5 separate regions of the Mus musculus genome follow, and all the other regions are linked to region 1. Evidence: chromatin contacts called from public promoter capture Hi-C data. All regions are on one chromosome and are shown on one strand. The core of a region is the stretch at or near the end of the contact, and the rest is flanking DNA. Distances in the headings are between cores, read along the strand shown.

Region 1 (3,518 bases), core at 269-2,768:
ATCCTCATTATTTGAGAAATTATTTGTTTTTGAATCCATGTTTTTAGAGTTCTTTCCCACAGCCTTAAGTGCTGTTCTGAAGGTCCCATTTTGTGGAGACATTAGCCACACCTTGACTCATGCTGTCTTTGATTATCACGGAGACATTATCATTAAGAGGGGGGGACTTTCCTTAAAAGAGGGAATGTACATGATTATACAAACCAGCCTTAGGTCCGGAGCAGCCATCCACGCTTGTGGCCCACATCCCCTGGCCCTGTCCCAGCGGCAATAACCAGGTAAGGAACCCAAAATGACCTCACAGAGCAACAACTAAAGCACACCAGGCCCTTAGGATATGGCGGCACTGCGCTAACAGACTTCACCACAGGCATCCTAAGGTTCCTGACAGGCCTGGAGAGCCTGAGGGGACAGAACCAAGACTCCAACGGGATACCACAGATCCACATCCCTATATTTAAACATGGCATTGCTCATCTGCATCTGGCCAACATTACCCATTTTACACACACACACACACACACACACACACACACACACACAAAATACCTAGTCCTCAAGGATGCCAAATTCAGTGCTATTACTTTCCCACTCCCCAAATCCTCCCTGGTGACCAGACCATCTATCGCCTACATTCTTCCCTTGCTTCGAATGAAGGCCTGTAAAGATCAAAGGCCATCTGAGGTGTGACACCATCAAGATACAAATTGATTTAGTTGAGAGCCCTAACGCTACCCTCTAGAAATTCCTAGTTACAACATCTCAGGAAAAGGTAGAGATTGTGGGAGAAGACGCCACGGATCATTGAAACTAAGTGGAAAGGGCAGGGACAATGTAAGGGACACAATGGTGGAGGTATCAATTCGCCTGTTCCTCCTTCCCTCACTTCCATTCCATATTCTAAAACTAAAACCTCATTTTTCAAACAGAAACAGAAAACTCATTCTTGAATCCACATCCCTCTCCAGCCCTCCTTTGGAATGGCCACCTAGGGAAGCCTGAGTAAGCATGAGATCGCAGACCATATCTGAGAGCATGCTCAATGGCTGCAGCTCTGAGAAAGTCAGGGGACTCAACAAGTACCCTCCCTCCAAGACGACACCCCCGTCCTTAAATTATAGCCCTAAGCTCAAGTCTGAGCCTCGGGGAAAGCTTCCCTTCAGACCCCGCACCTGACCTCCCCTTACTGAAGCTTGGTCCTCTGCTTTAGTCCCTGTGTCCCTGAGAGAAAGCAGGAGCAGACAGCGACAAGCACAGAGACACAGATTATGCAGAGAGCTCAAGGTGTGTATACAGTTAGACTCAAAGACACACACACACACACACACACACACCATACAGCCACCCCACCGCCTGTACACACCCCTCCCAGCCCGCTGGCTCCGGTCTTACTCTGGGGAGACATAAACCAAAAGCCTATGCGCTACTTCCGGCGCGGTGGTCCCGGAAAACACAGTTGTCACAAGCAAAGCCCTGGAGAAGCCTGGAGCGTCCCGGAGATCCCGGCGTGCAACTCGGGCCAGCCCATCAGAAAACCGAGTCCAGTGGCTTGTGGGAGTGCCCACGTGGGTGCGCGCTTAAAGGGGAGGCGCCCTCCTTTGAGCAAAAGGTACTTCCGGTTCTCCGCGTAACTGATTTTCTTTCTCCTGTAGAGAAGACGGAGGAGTCTGAATTCCCTGCTTTAGATAGAAAATGTGACTGAGGACCGTATCGCTATGTACCAACAGAACTGTGTCCGTTAGGCAGGCTAGACGAGCCTCTTAATAAAACTAATCGCATTAAAAGTACTGTAAATCGTCTAAACGCCAAAATTTGCCACATTTAGATTTGAAAAGTCAGACCCAGCTATGTGTTAACTACAGAAAATATATTAAAGATAAATACTCTAGCAGATTCAAAGTAACCATCTTCGCATGATCAAAAGAAAACTCAGGTCGATTATAAAATGGAGGTAGATTAATAAAGAGGCCAAGTCATCAAGTGACAGTAAACATGGGCGTGGTAGCAATGGCTTTTATCCCAGCGATGGGGAGGCACAGCCAGCTGCATGTCTGTGAGAAGAGACCACCGAGGACTACCCAGTGAAACCCTGTCTAAGAACTAAAATACACTCAGATTATGGTGGCACATGCCTTTAGTCACCGCCCTAAGGAGGCAGAGGAGGTGTCTGAAAAAAATTAATTAAAAATAAACTCAGAATACACTCCTACTGTCTTGAAAGGACTAAATAAACTAAAATTCAGAGGATACCCCAAATGTCTCAAACAAATAAGTACATAAATACATAAACAAAATTAACTCAGAGTATACTCAAATAGCACACCTTTAAACATGAAGAGGGGGGAAGTCCCGCTAGAACAATAGGGAATGATAGCAAAATCAATCAACACATTCAAATGTTGTCAATTTAAAAAACTGATAGAACAACACCCTCCAAGAGCAACAGAGCATAGCTGATTTGGACAGCATCTCAACTCTGAGTGAAGTCAATAAAAATGGAGACACTTAAGCTCTAATGACACGAGGGGATCTGGAAAGGGAACTGTTCCTGTACGCTCACCTGTGGGAGAAACGCTCATTACCTGAAGATGTTGCTGTGGAAAGCTTTCTCTTTTATCCTTTTTTCTTGGCGGGGCATCTATTACTTCATATATTTTGTATTGCACTTTTAAATATTAAAGACTCCATCTATTTTGAGTTATCCCACGAGCAGATTACTGAGGTAGGCAAGGAGTCTCCAGACAGACCCAAGTGACTGCTTCTGCAAAGCTTGGGTTTTGTTTCACCGGCTTTTGGATCATTTATAAAGATGCTTAGCCTTCTGTCATCCAATGTGTTCCGTCCTCCTTTCTCTCCACAGTGTGATTCTGGTCGGTCTGCTCCATCTTTCCTGTGTCACAGTTCTTTTCTTAGTGCTACCCCTTATCCTTCATGGAAGTAAAATCAGTTAATTGCCCTCTGTTTTCTCCACAGGAGCCATGGGGCGCTGAATACGTAACTAGAGATTAATGTCCACCATAAGTGTTTCCTTAGCTACAGTCACTTGAATTCTTCCTGGGGTGCTGCAGGCCACATCCCCAGTCTCAGCTCTCAGCTCTTTCTGCCTCTGTCTCCTGCTCTGTGTGTGCATAGCTTCTCCCTCCTCCTCCTCACACAAAGATGCATCTGTGTTTCTTTTCAAGTTTTCTCCTCTCCTGCTTCTGAAGGTGACTGTAGGCATGTGTTGAGAAATCCCTGCATTCCCTTCCCCCTTCCTGATGGACCCTCACTTCACACCCATCCTCTTCTCTTCCACATCTATCCTGTGAGTGAGCCGCCCCTCTCCACAATGAGCACTGATTTCCATACTCTATCATGTTCTTATGTGGGGTTTTGGTTGTTGCTGCTTAGGTTTTGCTTTTGGTTGATTGGGCTTGGTTTTTGTTTTGTTTTGCTTTTTGTTTGTTTGGGTTTTTTTTTTTTTTTTGACACAAGGTTTACTCTGTGTGGCCTTGGCCGTCCTAAAACTTTCCCTGTAG
Region 2 (3,518 bases), core at 324-2,823, 2.2 Mb after region 1:
AGACTGGGCACCATCTGCGAGCACATCACAACCCCAGTGAGGAGCAAGGAGAAGCAGTGCCCACATACTGAGCACTACACCCCAGATGCTCTGCTAAACGCTCTGGGCAATGCCTTCACCTTATCTGCTCTCTGGGATTCTAACTGCCCCCTCCCAACACACACACACACACACACACACACACACACACACACACACACACACACGAAGCTTTCAGACTCCTCACTGTTGCCACGAAGGCCCATGTGTGACCTGGATCCTGTCACTCATCTGCCACTGCCGCTCCCCACCCTCAAGCCTCACTGGTCCCATCCTGTTCCCTTGCCTCAAGGCCTTGGCAGCGGCTGTTCCTTTTGCCCTGAAACGTCTGCTACTGGGTGCCCATTTCCGGCTGTTTTCCTCCTGCCCCCCAATTCAAGTGCCACTTGCACAGAAAGGCTTTCTCTGATCTCAGACCTCCACATCCCAAATCAGCCCCCAGCACATCACTTTCTTTTTTTCCCTAGAACTTACAATAATCTTGTATATATTTTGTGCTCTTTTCTTTGAGACAGGGCCCCAAACTTGTAATAGAAGGCTTCCTAGGTGCTGGAATTACAGATATGCATAAGCACACCTAGTTTGTCTACTGGCCTGAGGACAGGAAGTGTGTGTGTGTGTGTGTGTGTGTGTGTGTGTGTGTGCGCGCGTGTTTTCTATGTCACAGCCCCATATGCTTAGGGGCTATGTTTTCCGATGGTGAGATAACATGAAAGACAAGGATAAAGAGAAGCAAACAGTATGAGTTCATTGGAGAATCGAGGAAGGAACATGGAGACTTAGGCTAGGGGAGGGAGCTGGGTATTGTTTGGGAGATGAACAAGGTGTGAGGAGGATACCTGTGTGGATGCCCCACTTGCAAAAGAGGCTGCTTTCCGAGAAACCGGTGGCCCCTATGATCTGCCCGATCACGTGCACTTCAGCCATGGCTCTAGGAAAGGAAAAATTCAATCACAACCCTGTGAGGTAACTGTATTATTTCCATCTGACAGCTGGGAAAACTGAAGCCTATCACATAAAGAACAGCACTGTGATTCTAAGCTAGTTCCACCAACCCACTGACAATGTGGCCTTCATCACAGATACAAGCCACGTCCCCAGAAAAGCCCAAGAAAAATGGGGAAGTCTCCCAGAGGTGTGGGAACCTGCACCAATAAATAAACCAAGGCTCAGACGCTTAGAAAGCCCCGCCCCAGGGTTGTGGCCCCGCCCACATGTGCAAGGCCCCGCCCCTTCGCGGCAGATCAGCCAAGCTTCAAAAGGCGCATGCGTCTCGTCTCGGGTGTAGGGCCGCTTTACCCTTGCCCGTAGGCGTAGCGCATGCGTCATTCCTACCTCCGCGTACTTGACCGTTAGAAGTGAAAGCTGCCTCGGGGATGGTAGTTCACGGGCTTCTTTGCGGGCGCCGTCGAGACTAGTCTCGCTCCCCTCCCGGGCCCTTCCAGGCGGAGGGAGATCTGAGGTAGATAGATCCGCAGCCTCGCTCTCCTGGGGTGCCCCGACTGTTGCTGGGGCAACAGCAGGTTCCTCCCCTGAGCCCGCCCTGCGTGCTGATGATTGGTGCTATAGCTGCCCTCTGGGGGGCGGGGCGTAGTCGTGATGGACGCGGTCATTCGGGACTTTTTTGCGAGAATTGCATAGGTCTTGCTCCTGCGACGCCTTACGCCCCAGAGTGGGAGGCCTGGCGGGTTATCTCTATCAGCAGTTGAGGAAGTTAGAACGCCAACTGTTTCCTCTCCATATCTTCTTCACGCAATAAGCAAATCTATTGATGCTCTTTGCTTCCTCAAAACAAAACACCTTTCCTGTTCAGGATCACAGCCAGAATGGAGCCAGCCGACACTAAACGGGCACCTAAAGGGACTCCCATAGTAGTCATCTCTATGTTGTAGCTGGAGGGGAAAAAAGGACCTCCATATTCTGACACTAGAGAAATTGGGAAGTGGGTTTCTCTTCAGTTTTCAGAGCTTCCTCAGATTTCTCAAGGACTGAGAAGTCCAAGTTCTTTCTCAGAGTCACTGCAAAGTTCATTCTAGCAGCTGGTTTTGAACAAACAGGTTGGAGTAAAGATAAATGAGGAAGACGGGGCTGGAGAGATGGTGCAACAAGAGCGCTTGCCTCACTTCCAGAGAACTGGAGTTCGGTTCCCAGCATTCTGTAACTCCAGCTCCAACTCTGCCCTCTTCTGGCGTCCCAGAGGACACTTCCCACCCTCAACCCCTGCCCCGCGCACAGGTGGCATACACAAATAATAAAAATAAATCCTACAAAAGGAAGGAAGAAGCCCCTTTGGCAGGAAGTCAGGGAAGAAAGCCTCTCTCCTTTATATATATATATTTTTTTCCCAAGTCGGAAACAAATTTTAAAAATTTTATGATGAGTATTGTGGCTCATGAGAGACTGAGGCAGGAGGAATGCTGCAAATTTAAAGCCAGCCTGGGCTATTAAGTGAGTTCCAGGCCAATCCCCCTTAAACAAACAAACTAAAACTAAAACAAGAACTTAAGTCGTGTGTGTGTGTGTGTGTGTGTGTGTGGTGTGTTCAGGTGTATGGGTGGTTGTTTGTATGGTGCATATGTAGAGGCCAGAAGATAGCTCGTCTGTGTGGTGTGTGTGTGTGTGTGTGTGTGTGTGTGTGTGTGTGTGTGGTGTGTTCAGGTGTATGGGTGGTTGTTTGTATGGTGCATATGTAGAGGCCAGAAGCTAGCTCACCAACCTCCAAGGTTGTCCCTAGAAGCTATCCACTTTTTTTTCCTTCCAATTTTCAGGATATGTGTTACCAACACTAACACCACTGTTTTTGTGTGCTTGCTTTTTAAACATCTGTTGTTTGCACTGGTGTTTTTCACGTATATCTGAGCACCAGGTGCATGCAGTGCCTGCCAAGGCTACAGGAGAGTATCTGGCGTTCTGGAGAGTGCATTGCAGGCAGTAGTGACCACCCAGGACACACGGTAAGAATGGAACTTGAGACCTATGCGAGAGCACACTATGCTCTTGCCAACTGAGCCATTTCTCCAGGCCATACAGTATTTGTTGTATTGACTTATTTAATTCAGTAATTCTGTCATGCAGGCTCATCCACATTGTAAGTGTGTGTCCGAATTTCCCTCCTTTGGAGTGTCACAGTGCATTCAGTGTAACTAGAGCCCACACTTTATTCAGGTATTCACTGGAAATGGGAGTCTAGAACCACGTGGTTGCCATGGTGTTCTCCATGGCAGCTGGAATAGGGCTTCACACCTTGCTTTCTTCTGCCACTGACTCATTTTAGGAACAGAAGGATCTGAACCACCTTCTTCAAGAACATCACTTTGTAAGTATTAGGTACAGAAAAGTGCACACACAGTAAGCGAACGTCTCGGTGGATTTCATAAACCGAATATACCTGATGCCCAAAGAAAACAAGGCACAGGTTATGGATAGGCTGTGTACCTGCTCACTCCTCATGGAAACATTCCAGGGAGGACAAAGAACCC
Region 3 (3,518 bases), core at 752-3,251, 2.1 Mb before region 1:
TACGATAATGAATTGTATATGGCGTATTTACCACCATTTATAAACATACATATTCACGTAGACCAGAGGAAATACATCTGCTCACCTGGGATTGCCCTCCCACCCCCACCTCCCTTTGTCTTTGTTTTTCTTTCACTGTATCTTGGATTAGCCTCAAGCGGCCTTGAATGTGAACTTCTTGAATGTCAGCCTCCTGGATGCTAAAATCACAGGTATGTGTCACCACACACAGCTTAAGAATTTCGGGCAGTGGTGGGGCACGCCTTTAATCCCAGCACACGGGAGGCAGAGGAAGGTGGATTCCTGAGTTTGAGCCCAGCCTGTTCTACAAAGTGAGTTCCAGGATAGCCAAGCCTACACAGAGAAACCCTGTCTTGAAAAAAACAAAAAAAAAATTTTTTTTAAAGTATTGCAACATAATGTAATATATTACTCAAGGATGACAGAAAGAGATGGCTAGCTAGTTTGGTGTACAAGCATGTAAATGTCTTGTTTAAGTTTGAGGTTTTGCTAAGTACACACAGACAAGAACAGAAACCAAGCCAGTGAGGGGGGTACCGAAACAAGGTAAATATAAACAATAAAAACGTGTTTTCAGTAGTATGATAATACAGCAGAATTAAACTCACCTATTAACAGTCAGGCCAGACAAATGAGTTTAAAAAACACTCAGCTGATATGTTGCTCATGAGAAACCTGAAACATAAAGACAAAGGGTTTGGAATATAAAATTTGTGACAAATGTAATTTGAGAGAGAGAGAGCTAGTGAGCAAGCTAGAGAGCAGAGCTAGAGAGTGCACACAAGAGAGTGCAAACAAGAGCACACTATCATCAAAGAGCACTTGCACTAAACGGTAACACCCAGTATAAAAGTATTTCTAGAGATTTCTTAATGTGGCAAATAGTTATTTTAATAGACTACAAGCTTACCCACACAACTTTTCTTTGGCTAAATATGGACACATTTGAAGCAGAGGTTTTTTAGAGTCTTTGCATGATCTCCCCTGTGCTCCCATAATCCACCGTGAAAAGAAAATATGTTTGGAATCAGTTCTTTTTAACTTGAGCACCAGAAAACAACAAACAGAGAGCAGATCTGAATTTCAACCAAATACAGCCTGGATCAGCTAAATGCAATGAATCTGCTAACAACGTGAACTGAAGGAATCCCAGTTGGTTTGCTATTGAGCTTAGGAATTTTTTTCAGCCATTATTAAACTAACTTCAGGGCTGGGAATGTAGCTCATTGGTACAGTTTTTGCCTGGTGTGATTGAAGCGTTAGATTTAAATTCAACACTACAAAGGTAAAAGAAAGAAAGAAGAGAAAAGAAAAGAAAAGAAAAGAAAAGAAAAGAAAAAGAAAAAAAGAAAAAGGAAAAGGAAAGGAGAGAAAAGAAAAGATTTTTTTAAAAATTAAATAAGCCAAGCAAGCCATTAGGTAATAATAGAAAGAAAAACTGAAAAAAGTTAGAGAAGAAAGTGTTGAAAGGGCGGCAATGAGGAGGGGGAAATCATTAGAAAGTACAGATTTTTTTTCCCCGTAGTTACGAGTTACGCCAAATGCTACACACCTAAGAACTCCGCGGTACAATTGCACACGCCACGCCATCCCCACACTCACCACACCCTTACTCAACCCCTTACCACCAAACATGGCCACGACAGGACACTCGCTCTCGCACAACCACACCCCCTCCAAATCTCCAGAGTAGCACAAACTCTTACCAGGTTTTTGGTTGCAGCTCCGAACAGGCTTGAGTCCCGCCTTCTGGCCCGGAGCTCTCCGCAAAGCTGTGACCCGGGATACTCCGAGCCCCCCGAGAGCCCGCGCCCAGCCCGAAGCCCACGGCCGGCGCAAACCGGACCACCCGTGCCTCTCCCGTGGAGAGGTCCCCGCAGCGCCACCAGCCAAAACCTCCCGAGACGCAACCTCAGAGACGCGGCATGCGGGCCACGCACGGCCAGCCCCTCCACTCGGGCGGCAGCGCGCGCCCGTTATGTCCCAGAGCACAGGTGCTCCCAGAAGGACCCGCGGCCCGACCCAACTTCCGGTCAGAGCTCGGCTGGCGTTTCCTGTGCTAGGGACAGGAGTCATGGCCGAAGGCGCCGAGGTGGCTGAGCCCATTAGCGCGGCGAGACGGTGACGCCGCCGGCGAAGCAGCGCTGGACGTGAGCAGCTGCGGGGACGGTCTTTTCCGGAACAACCAGAGGAGGCGCTGGGGGCGCTAGGTGGCTGTCCCTTTGTGGACTACATTTCCCAGAAAGGCTAGTGGCCTGTCCAGCCTCTCGGCAGGAGCCTTGCGACTGGGCGGACGCAGTGCCCTGGAATAGTTTTTGTGGTTGTTTGTAATACATTCTGATAGCTTTTCTATGAGGACATGAAATGTCTGGTCGTTGTGGAGTTGTGGCTTAAGTGTAAGACTGTGCCTACCTCTATGTGGCATCTTGCATGTAACCATGGGGCTCCTGTCACCCGAGTGGTTGTGACTTCAGAACTCTGCTCCTGGGAACAATCTCTGAGGTGAGGTTTAGATTCGCAAATTGGTCAGGGTGCCAGTTCTCTCCTAATCTCCATTCTCTACGCAGGATGGATAATGGGGACAAGGCTGGTAATGATCTCTGGCCTGGCCAAGAAAGACCTGGAGGGTCACAATTTTTTTATGTCTACTCCCAGTTTTACCCATTGCCAGGTCAGTTACCCAAAAGAGGCAAAGAATGCACTACAAACCACAAAGAGCCGGGCTTTCCTTTGTGCCGAGCCCAGAGTGATCCCAGGTATTGGACGGCCGCCCCCATCTTACTGCATGCCCGCAAGCCTTACTTTCTTTCAAGCTGCAGTAAAACCACCAGGCCTGGGCGAGCTCCCTAAAGGCTGAGATAAGACCTCTGTCTTAGAATAGCCTTGAGCCTGAATGAACATCCTCCTACCTGCCACACCCTGGGCTCCAGAACTAACCCTCAATTTACAAATTCCTTCTTTATTGTTCCCTGAACCTCTGCTCCTGCCTTTATGCTTCAAAAGGAGAAAGGAGACTGCTCTCTCCCTTTGTCAAAGGTCGAAGCTGACTTGTGACCCTAACCAGTTAGAAGTGTTTTCCCGGGGGGGGGGGGGGGGGGGAGGGAACGGGACGGGGGGAGGGTATAAAGTTTACTTGTGGTTTATTTCCGACTTTCTTGGTCCTTTCCTCATTATTTGCACACCCCATGACCCCAACATCTGAATGCCTCTGGAAGTACTTGCTTAATGACGACTTGTCATTTGAAAATAGATCCCTATATTGTCTCCATTGGAGAAAAGAATAGCTATACCTATTATTAAGTCAGAGAGAGGCATAGAGGTAGCCATGTTCCAAGCCTGATTGCAAGCTAGAATAATCGGCTTAAGTTTAACTGGTGGGAGACAGAGCAGGTGGATCTCTGTGAGTTTCAAGCCAGCCTGGTCTACAGAGTGCGCTCCAAGCCAGCCAATGTTACACTGCAAGACCCTGTCTCCGAAAACAACAATAATCTGTGTAC
Region 4 (3,518 bases), core at 442-2,941, 2.1 Mb after region 1:
CAGATTGTTGAGGAAAGATGGACCAGAACACCTCGAACCACAGATGGACAAAGATCCGAGTCTTCACTTTTTCCTAGTCTGTGACTACTACCATTTCAAGAACCCTATGCGGCGCCCGGTCGCCCCCCGGTGGTGGTTCCTGAGAACTGGGTACAGTTCAATCCGGGCCACAAAGTTTTTTTTTTTTTTTTTTCTTTCAAAAAACAAATCATTGTGGTCAGCTGGGAGGAGAGAGGAAGTCCGACGTGGGCGAGGGGCGGGGTGTCTGGACTGGAACCTCGGGCCCACGTGAGTGTCTGTCCCGCTGCTGAGTGGGTGCTGTGTGTCTAGGTTGCTGTGGTGTGAGCTTGTAGCGTGAACTGTCTTAGCTGAGCTTTGTCGCACGATGCTGCATGCTTGTGCCACACCTACACTGCCGTTTGAAGTCTTATCCTGAATTGATGCTTTTGGCCTGTCACGCCTATTCATTTATTGTGGGATGTTTGCGTGTGTCTAATAGAGAGTGTTTGTGGCTTTTGTTGGGAGTTAAGGCTATAGATGTCGGTGCACATTTGCGTTGTGCGTCTCGGTGTTATTTCACTAAGTTTTTGTCTTCTGAGCAAAGGGCGACAGGTGTATGGATTAACACAACCTGTCGTAATTACGGATTCTCGTGTGCGAATTGGTCAGAGTAGACACAGCAAGATTGAGGTTGAGCAACAACGGTTTAATGGATTCGAGATGGAAAGCCGCGAACTTCTGCAGCTATGCCCAGAGCGGGAAGGCTCTATGGTTGCGTGCAGAGTGGCTTGTCTAGCAACCATAGAGAAAGCGCCCTGGGAGGTTGTGCATCAAAGGGAGGGGTGCGATTTACCACACAACTTTTCTCCCGTTGTTAGCCTAGCCCCTGCTTTCAACCCTTCAGCGCTCTCCAGGACCAATTTTGTTGTTGTTGTTTCTCATAAAGGCAACTGGGTTTCTAACAAACGATGAGTAACAGATCCACTTGATTTTCATTCCGTATTATACCCTGCTGTACGGAGAACTTTGAGAGGCAAGCCTCTCAAGAATGGCCAATCTAGTTCGCTTTTTCTAAAGCGCTCAAGCTCTGGCAGTGGTGAAATATAACAGTAACTGCGATTGGCGAACAGGTTGTTTTGAAACCGCCCTAACGGCAAGGGGCGGGGCCTCGGTGAATTAATCTCCTTCCGGTTCCCGAAAGGCAACAGGAAAGACGAGGGTTGGCCGGCCTCTTCCCGCCGCATTTGATTGGTTGTGGTGGTTTTACCCGCTTGGCCTCCGCGAGGGGGCGTGAGATGAAGACCAGTTAGAATGTGTTTTACAGAGAGTCTGAGGGAAGCACGGCGCGGAGAGACTGGGCGGTTGTTCTGAGATCTGGCTGCTAATGGCTCCAAGTCGTTACTCCCTTTCCTTCATTTGACTGTACCGCAGCGGGCGCGCGAGCGCTACCCAATCAGCGCTTGCTCCGCCTCTCGCCTTTTCCCGCCCTCCACTCTGGCCGCGACTTCAACGTAGGCTAACGCTTCCTCTTAGGCAGCTCCTGAGCCCTCTAGTACCGTTCTTTTGAAAGCCACACTGTGATTGGCTTGGTTCCCGGGCCCGCGCCCGTTGCCCCATGCGCTGACCAATTGAGACTCGTTTTACATCGTACGGTCCGGGCAAGGGGGAGGAGGCGGCGGCGGCCATCTTGAGCCGCCGCCGCCATTGGAGTGGCCCCCCCTTTTCCCCCTTCGCCTCCTGACAGGCAAGGTTTAGGGGGGACAGAGCCCTGGGAGGCCGGGCCAGGCTCGGGGGCCGCCCCGGGGGCCCGGGCCATGGATGTGCGTCGCCTGAAGGTGAACGAACTTCGCGAGGAGCTGCAGCGCCGCGGCCTGGACACTCGCGGCCTGAAGGCCGAGCTTGCTGAGCGGCTGCTGGCGGCGCTAGAGGCCGAGGAGCCCGAAGACGAACGGGAGCTCGAGGCTGACGACGATCCGGGGTTACCTGGGCACAACAACGAGGAGGTCGAGACCGAGGGGGGCTCCGAGCTGGAGGGGACCGCGCAGCCACCGCCGCCCGGGCTGCAGCCGCACCCGGAGCCCGGCGGCTACTCGGGGCCGGACGGACATTGTGAGAGTGCGCGGGGCGGGGGACCGGGGAGCCTGGAGTCCGGGCCGAGGACGGGCTGTGGGACGCGGGAGCTCGACTCCACAGAGATCCAGGAGATGGTCTGAGGAGCCAGGGATCCTGCCACCTGCCGTTGTAAAGGATCTGCGGCCAGGGCCTCGGGGCAGCCTGAGGGCGGATCCTGGCCTTCGGTGCAAGGAAAACCGTGTGGAGGGGGATGGATTTTATTTTAAGGCGACCAGGGTCCTAGCGGGCGGGCGGGGAGGATTTTATATCCTGGGATTCGGAGACTGGAAACTGCTTTGGGGTTCTGTTTTGTGGCTTTGAGTTGGAAAAAGTCGGAAGAACTAGACGTTTTAGGGAAAGGGGTGTCGGGGGGCGGCGTCTTGGAAAATGAGAGATTCTAGCCGAGCGGTGAGCTGACAGCTTGGGGTAGCCATGCTAGTCCACCGTTTGGGCTGAGTCTCAAAAGCTGGATTTTCAGGTAGCGGAAGAATGGCCTAGGGTGCAGGTCAGGGAGAATTTTAAGGGTAGAAGATCTTTGATTTTCTTCACGGATGGGATAAGATCTGCTTAGTGCTGGGGGTGGACTGGCACTTTGGACCTACGGGTGTCCAAGGCTGGGAAGAGTCTCCCAAAACATGGACTGAACTCTCCAGTGTGTGCCAGGTGGCCTTTTAGGAGGTAATGAAAGACCAGCAGATTTGGAAACCCCTATCCCCAACTCCTACATTTCCTCGAGGTTACAGGGTCAACCTTGAGGGCAGGTACAACTTGTATGTTTGGTACTGGGAGGTCTAGGCTATCTAGTTGGCTTCCAGAGGAGATTTGGGATCTAAATGGTGACAAGAAAGGACAGAATCTTCTCATGGACAAAGAAACTAGAGGGCCTAGAATTGGAAGGACTCAGGTTAGTACTCTGTGGTTTCTGCTGAGTGGCCTTGCATTCTTAACTATGGGTAGTTTTTGAAACAGGAGTTGTGGGGAATGAGTTGGTAACTCTGGTGGGACCCTTGTGTGTGCCAGGGATCATGTGGCTAGTCTAGCAGGTGTGGGGGAGGGAAGTGTGGAGGGTATGAAAAAGAAAGAAAACCTGTTGCTTTGGCTGGGGGCCTCATGATGAAGCAGAGGGAGTATTCCTTTCCAAGAGAGGGCTCCTGAGTCCCCAGAAATAGTTACTTGTATGCTCAGGGAGATGGGGTGCTCAGGGAATATGGGGGAACTTGATCTGCCCAAAGTGTCTCTAGTTAGGATTGGCATCAAAGAGCAGTCCTTTGAGTAAAGGAGACCCTGGTATGAGAGGGAATTTGGAACCAGACACAGTGGTGTCCAAGACTTAGAGTGTTTTTCTGAGAAGGCACTGTGGAGTTTGGGACTAAACAGTAAAAAGAGAGAAAAAATGAGTCCTCAAA
Region 5 (3,518 bases), core at 734-3,233, 2.1 Mb before region 1:
GACGACAGATTCTCCGTTTTACCCTTTTCTGTTGGCGAGGCTCAGCATAGGATTTATATGATCCATTTAGGTGGCATATAAAAAAAAAGAATGAATATTAGTTATTAAAATCTATCAGATTTAGGAAGAATTGTAAACGAGTGGTTGTTCCCGAATAGGTATAGGGTTCTGTTATAACGTAGTGAAAAAAATTCTCTTCGAATTTTTATTTATTTTGAGTCTGGGTCTCACTCTAGGCGGACTTGCAAGTCACTATGCAGACTTGGTTTGCACTAAACTCACGTAGATCAGTCTGTCTCTGTCTCACAAATGCTTGGACCAAAGGCAAGCTTCATCATACACTGGGTACACCGTTTTACTTTGGTGTTTATGGGACTCATTTCTATATAAATATTTCCTTTCTTAGCTGCACAATATTCTATTTTATGAGTTATGTGTATGAGTTTGTATATCTAGTCACACGTTTGTGGTTGTTACAGTAATCTCTAAATTAGTTGATTTTAATAAAGGAAATAGAAGCGTTTGTTTACAATTCTTCTCGCTCTCTCTCTGTCTTTTGAGACAGAGTGTAGCCCTTGGCTGTCCTGGAACTCACTCTGTGGACCAGGCTGGCCTCGAACTCAGAAATCTCTGCCTGCCTCTACCTCCCTAGTGCTGGGATTAAAGGAGTGTGCCACCATCGCTGGCTTGTTTTTCCTGTATTTGCCTGTAAAGGTCAGAAAGGGATGTTACATCACCTAGGGTTACAGACAGATTTGTGAGCTGGGAACAGAACTCCGGTCCTAGGCAGAGCAGTATAAGCAAGCATTGTTTGTTTGTTTGGTTTGGTTTTTTGAGACAGGGTTTCTCTTTATAGCCCTGGGTGTCCTAGAACTCACTTTGTAGACCAGGCTGGCCTCGAACTCAGAAATCCACCTGTCTCTGCCTCCCGAGTGTTGGGATTAAAGGCGTGCACCAGCACGCCCGGCCCTATTTCAGCTTGTAATGTCAGTCTTTTGAGCTTAATTAGATATTTAGAGGGTGAGCCATGGTATTAAATTAAGGCTTCATTTACACACTAAGGAGATTGCTATCCATTAATTATATTTTAATTTTACGTGCTTTTAATCACATGTTGGTGCCATCACGCCTAGCATTAAACTATTCTTTTTCTTACAGCTGCCTACTAGTTTACTTGAGGTGGTTAGAGTGGAGAATAACGGAAACGGATGGGCTTCACCCATGCATTCTTCTCTGTCCTTCCGACACCCTGACGTGAAGGGAGCTTCACGGCGGTATCTTCCAAGGGATTTATCCCAGATTCTACTTTATCTCCCAATGTGGTTTGTCTTGTTAAAGATTTTGACACTCTTCCAGTTGCTTCTGATACTGGTCTGATGCTCTTGGAGTTGCTGGTTTTTTTCTACCTTTTTCATGAATGGTTTTTTTTTTTTTTTTTACAAAGTGGATTGTACCACTTTGATTTGTCCCCTCATTTCCACATGGTTTCTCCCACAAGCCCTCTCAATTTTTTTTTTTTCTCCTCTGAATCCCCTGCACCGCATGGTTTCTTCCACAGAGAGCAGGTTATTCAGAGTGGCAACTAGGTTTCTCAGTGTTACAGAACTCATGACCCCGTGTCCAGAAGAACCTCCTCTTATCGGATGATGCTCGGACGTGGGCCACAGTGCTTGGGTCTACGTTCTTTATCTCATTCCGTGTAATCTGGCTGGATAGCTATTCCTCTGCTGTACGGAATGCGTAAATTTGAAAGATGGCGGCCTACGCGGCATCTCTGGGCACGACTATGTTAATCGATCCTCCTAAGGAATTGTGTACAAAGGATCTTGAAGCTATGTAAGCACGCTGTGGGTTATTGGAGTCCTCTGGCATCGGAGGTAATGCTGAGCATGCGCAGTACTAATAGCCCAGGGCCTTTTTTTTTTTAAGACCGGAAGTGACCTTGGTGCTTGAAGGTGGTTCCCTCCCCCTCCCCCTCCCCCGTGCTGCTTCCATTGAGTCTTAAGGGCAAGAAGTCATCCGAGATGATTCCGGTTGGTTTCAACTAGAATTCTGTGGAGTCAGTAGTGTGTGCCTATGTTGGGAGTTAGTGACCGGGTGCTGTCTGCTGTGTTGATGGTTGTCAGTGGCAAGGATTTCTCCGATCAATAACGGAACTCTGAGTTTTGGAGGAGGGAGGTCGGCCGGGTGATGTGTGATTGTGATGACAAGTGAGTGATGTTAGGGAATGTGATGAGTGGCTGAGGGTCTCGTGGGGTTTTTGATAAGTTTGCTTTCTAACCCCAAAGTTTAGCTTATTAATTTTTAGCCTTGGTTAATGTAATACTTTACATTCTTATGTATTTATATGTAGATTTTTTATTGTCTTTTAAATATAAATGGCTTTCTTTTTTAATTCGTTTTCTGTGATCCAGGAGTCATTTGGAAATGCATTTTCTGTTTCAGATAATATCTCTGGGTAGTGGTCTAGCTGAAAAATGTTTTATGGTCGATACCATAATCACTTTTCATAAATGCCACATTGCATAAAAATAATCGTTCCTCAATTGTGTTGTGTGTGTATGCTTATGTATATACATATATCGCAATATGTTGTGATATATATTAATATATTTAATCCCAGCACTTGGGAGGCAGAGGCAGGCAGATTTCTGAGTTCGAGGCCAACCTGGTCTACAGAGTGAGTTCCAGGCAGCCAGGGCTACATAGAGAAACCCTGCCTCGAAAAGCAAAAAAAAAAACAAACAAACAAACAAACAAAAAAACCACACACACACACACACACACACATATATGTATGTATGGATATATATATATATATATATATATATATATATATACACACACACATATACATACACAAATACACATATATATTGTGTGACCATCATATGACCTTACAGTTTTGCCTTTGTTTTGTTTTGTTTTTTGGAGCCCTGGCTGTCCTGGAACTCACTCTGTAGACCAGGTTGGTCTCAAACTCACAGAGATCCACCCTCCTATACCTCCAGATTTCTGGGATTAAAGGCCTGTATCACCACACCAGCAGACATTACAGATTTGGTTTTTAAATTTATTTATTTTATGTATATGAGTACACTGTAGCTGTCTTCAGACACACCAGAAGAGGGTATCAGATCCCATTACAGATGGCTGTGAGCCACCATGTGGTTGCTGGGAATTGAACTCAGAACCTCTGGAAGAACAGTCAGTGCTCTTAACTGCTGAGCCATATCTCCAGCCCCCTTAGAGATTTTTTTTTTTTTTTTTTTTGTCTGCTTAGTTGTGGAGGGATATTGCTCACAATGGAAATGTAATTTGTCCATCTCTCTTTGGTCCATTTCTGGTTTATATGTTTGAAGTTATATTGTTATCAACACTTATGTGTATTTTTACAAAATATATTTATTTTTTGAAGAGTCTATATGTATACAATGTATTTTGGTCTCACCAACCCTTACTACATCCCTCCAGTTATTTTTAATAATAGGTATGACTAAGTAGTTCAAGGAATATTG

Evidence for each region. Promoter capture Hi-C pulls out the DNA fragments that hold promoters and counts their contacts. Capture Hi-C pulls out chosen DNA fragments and counts their contacts.
Region 2: a contact with region 1 is called in a promoter capture Hi-C map of cranial neural crest. The contact joins the promoter of B9d2 here to the promoter of Zfp59 in region 1. A contact is called at or near these places in 4 of 39 promoter capture datasets (cranial neural crest, hippocampal neurons and liver).
Region 3: a promoter capture Hi-C map of adipose tissue shows a contact between it and region 1, with 3 times the contacts expected there. The contact joins the promoter of Zfp568 here to the promoter of Zfp59 in region 1. A contact is called at or near these places in 2 of 39 promoter capture datasets (hippocampal neurons and liver), 1 of 115 datasets of contacts at active chromatin or transcription factors (astrocytes) and 2 of 9 other capture datasets (adipose tissue and liver).
Region 4: a promoter capture Hi-C map of embryonic stem cells shows a contact between it and region 1, with 2.2 times the contacts expected there. The contact joins the promoter of Hnrnpul1 here to the promoter of Zfp59 in region 1. A contact is called at or near these places in 2 of 39 promoter capture datasets (embryonic stem cells and liver).
Region 5: a promoter capture Hi-C map of liver shows a contact between it and region 1, with 7 times the contacts expected there. The contact joins the promoter of Zfp27 here to the promoter of Zfp59 in region 1. A contact is called at or near these places in 3 of 39 promoter capture datasets (the C10 cell line and liver), 1 of 115 datasets of contacts at active chromatin or transcription factors (astrocytes) and 2 of 9 other capture datasets (adipose tissue and macrophages).

The regions. Positions count from the first base shown.
Region 1 is chr7:27,836,584-27,840,101 of GRCm38.p6, reverse strand. It overlaps Zfp59 (zinc finger protein 59), which reads right to left and starts at 1,518. Exons shown (of 5, transcript NM_011762.3): 1 at 1,393-1,518.
Region 2 is chr7:25,678,835-25,682,352 of GRCm38.p6, reverse strand. It overlaps B9d2 (B9 protein domain 2), which reads right to left and starts at 1,573. Exons shown (of 4, transcript NM_001362154.1): 1 at 1,375-1,573; 2 at 879-970. The coding sequence starts at 966. It also overlaps a transcript of Tmem91 not described here.
Region 3 is chr7:29,982,438-29,985,955 of GRCm38.p6, reverse strand. Zfp568 (zinc finger protein 568) reads right to left here and starts at 2,001. Exons shown (of 10, transcript NM_001167872.1): 1 at 1,728-2,001; 2 at 630-696. It overlaps Gm31735 (a long non-coding RNA gene), which reads left to right and starts at 2,435. Exons shown (of 2, transcript XR_001778074.2): 1 at 2,435-2,523.
Region 4 is chr7:25,752,932-25,756,449 of GRCm38.p6, reverse strand. Hnrnpul1 (heterogeneous nuclear ribonucleoprotein U-like 1) reads left to right here and starts at 1,691. Exons shown (of 15, transcript NM_144922.3): 1 at 1,691-2,109. The coding sequence starts at 1,815.
Region 5 is chr7:29,904,569-29,908,086 of GRCm38.p6, reverse strand. Zfp27 (zinc finger protein 27) reads left to right here and starts at 1,983. Exons shown (of 5, transcript NM_001037707.1): 1 at 1,983-2,033. It overlaps Mir7668 (microRNA 7668), which reads right to left and starts at 1,578; the gene lies at 1,520-1,578.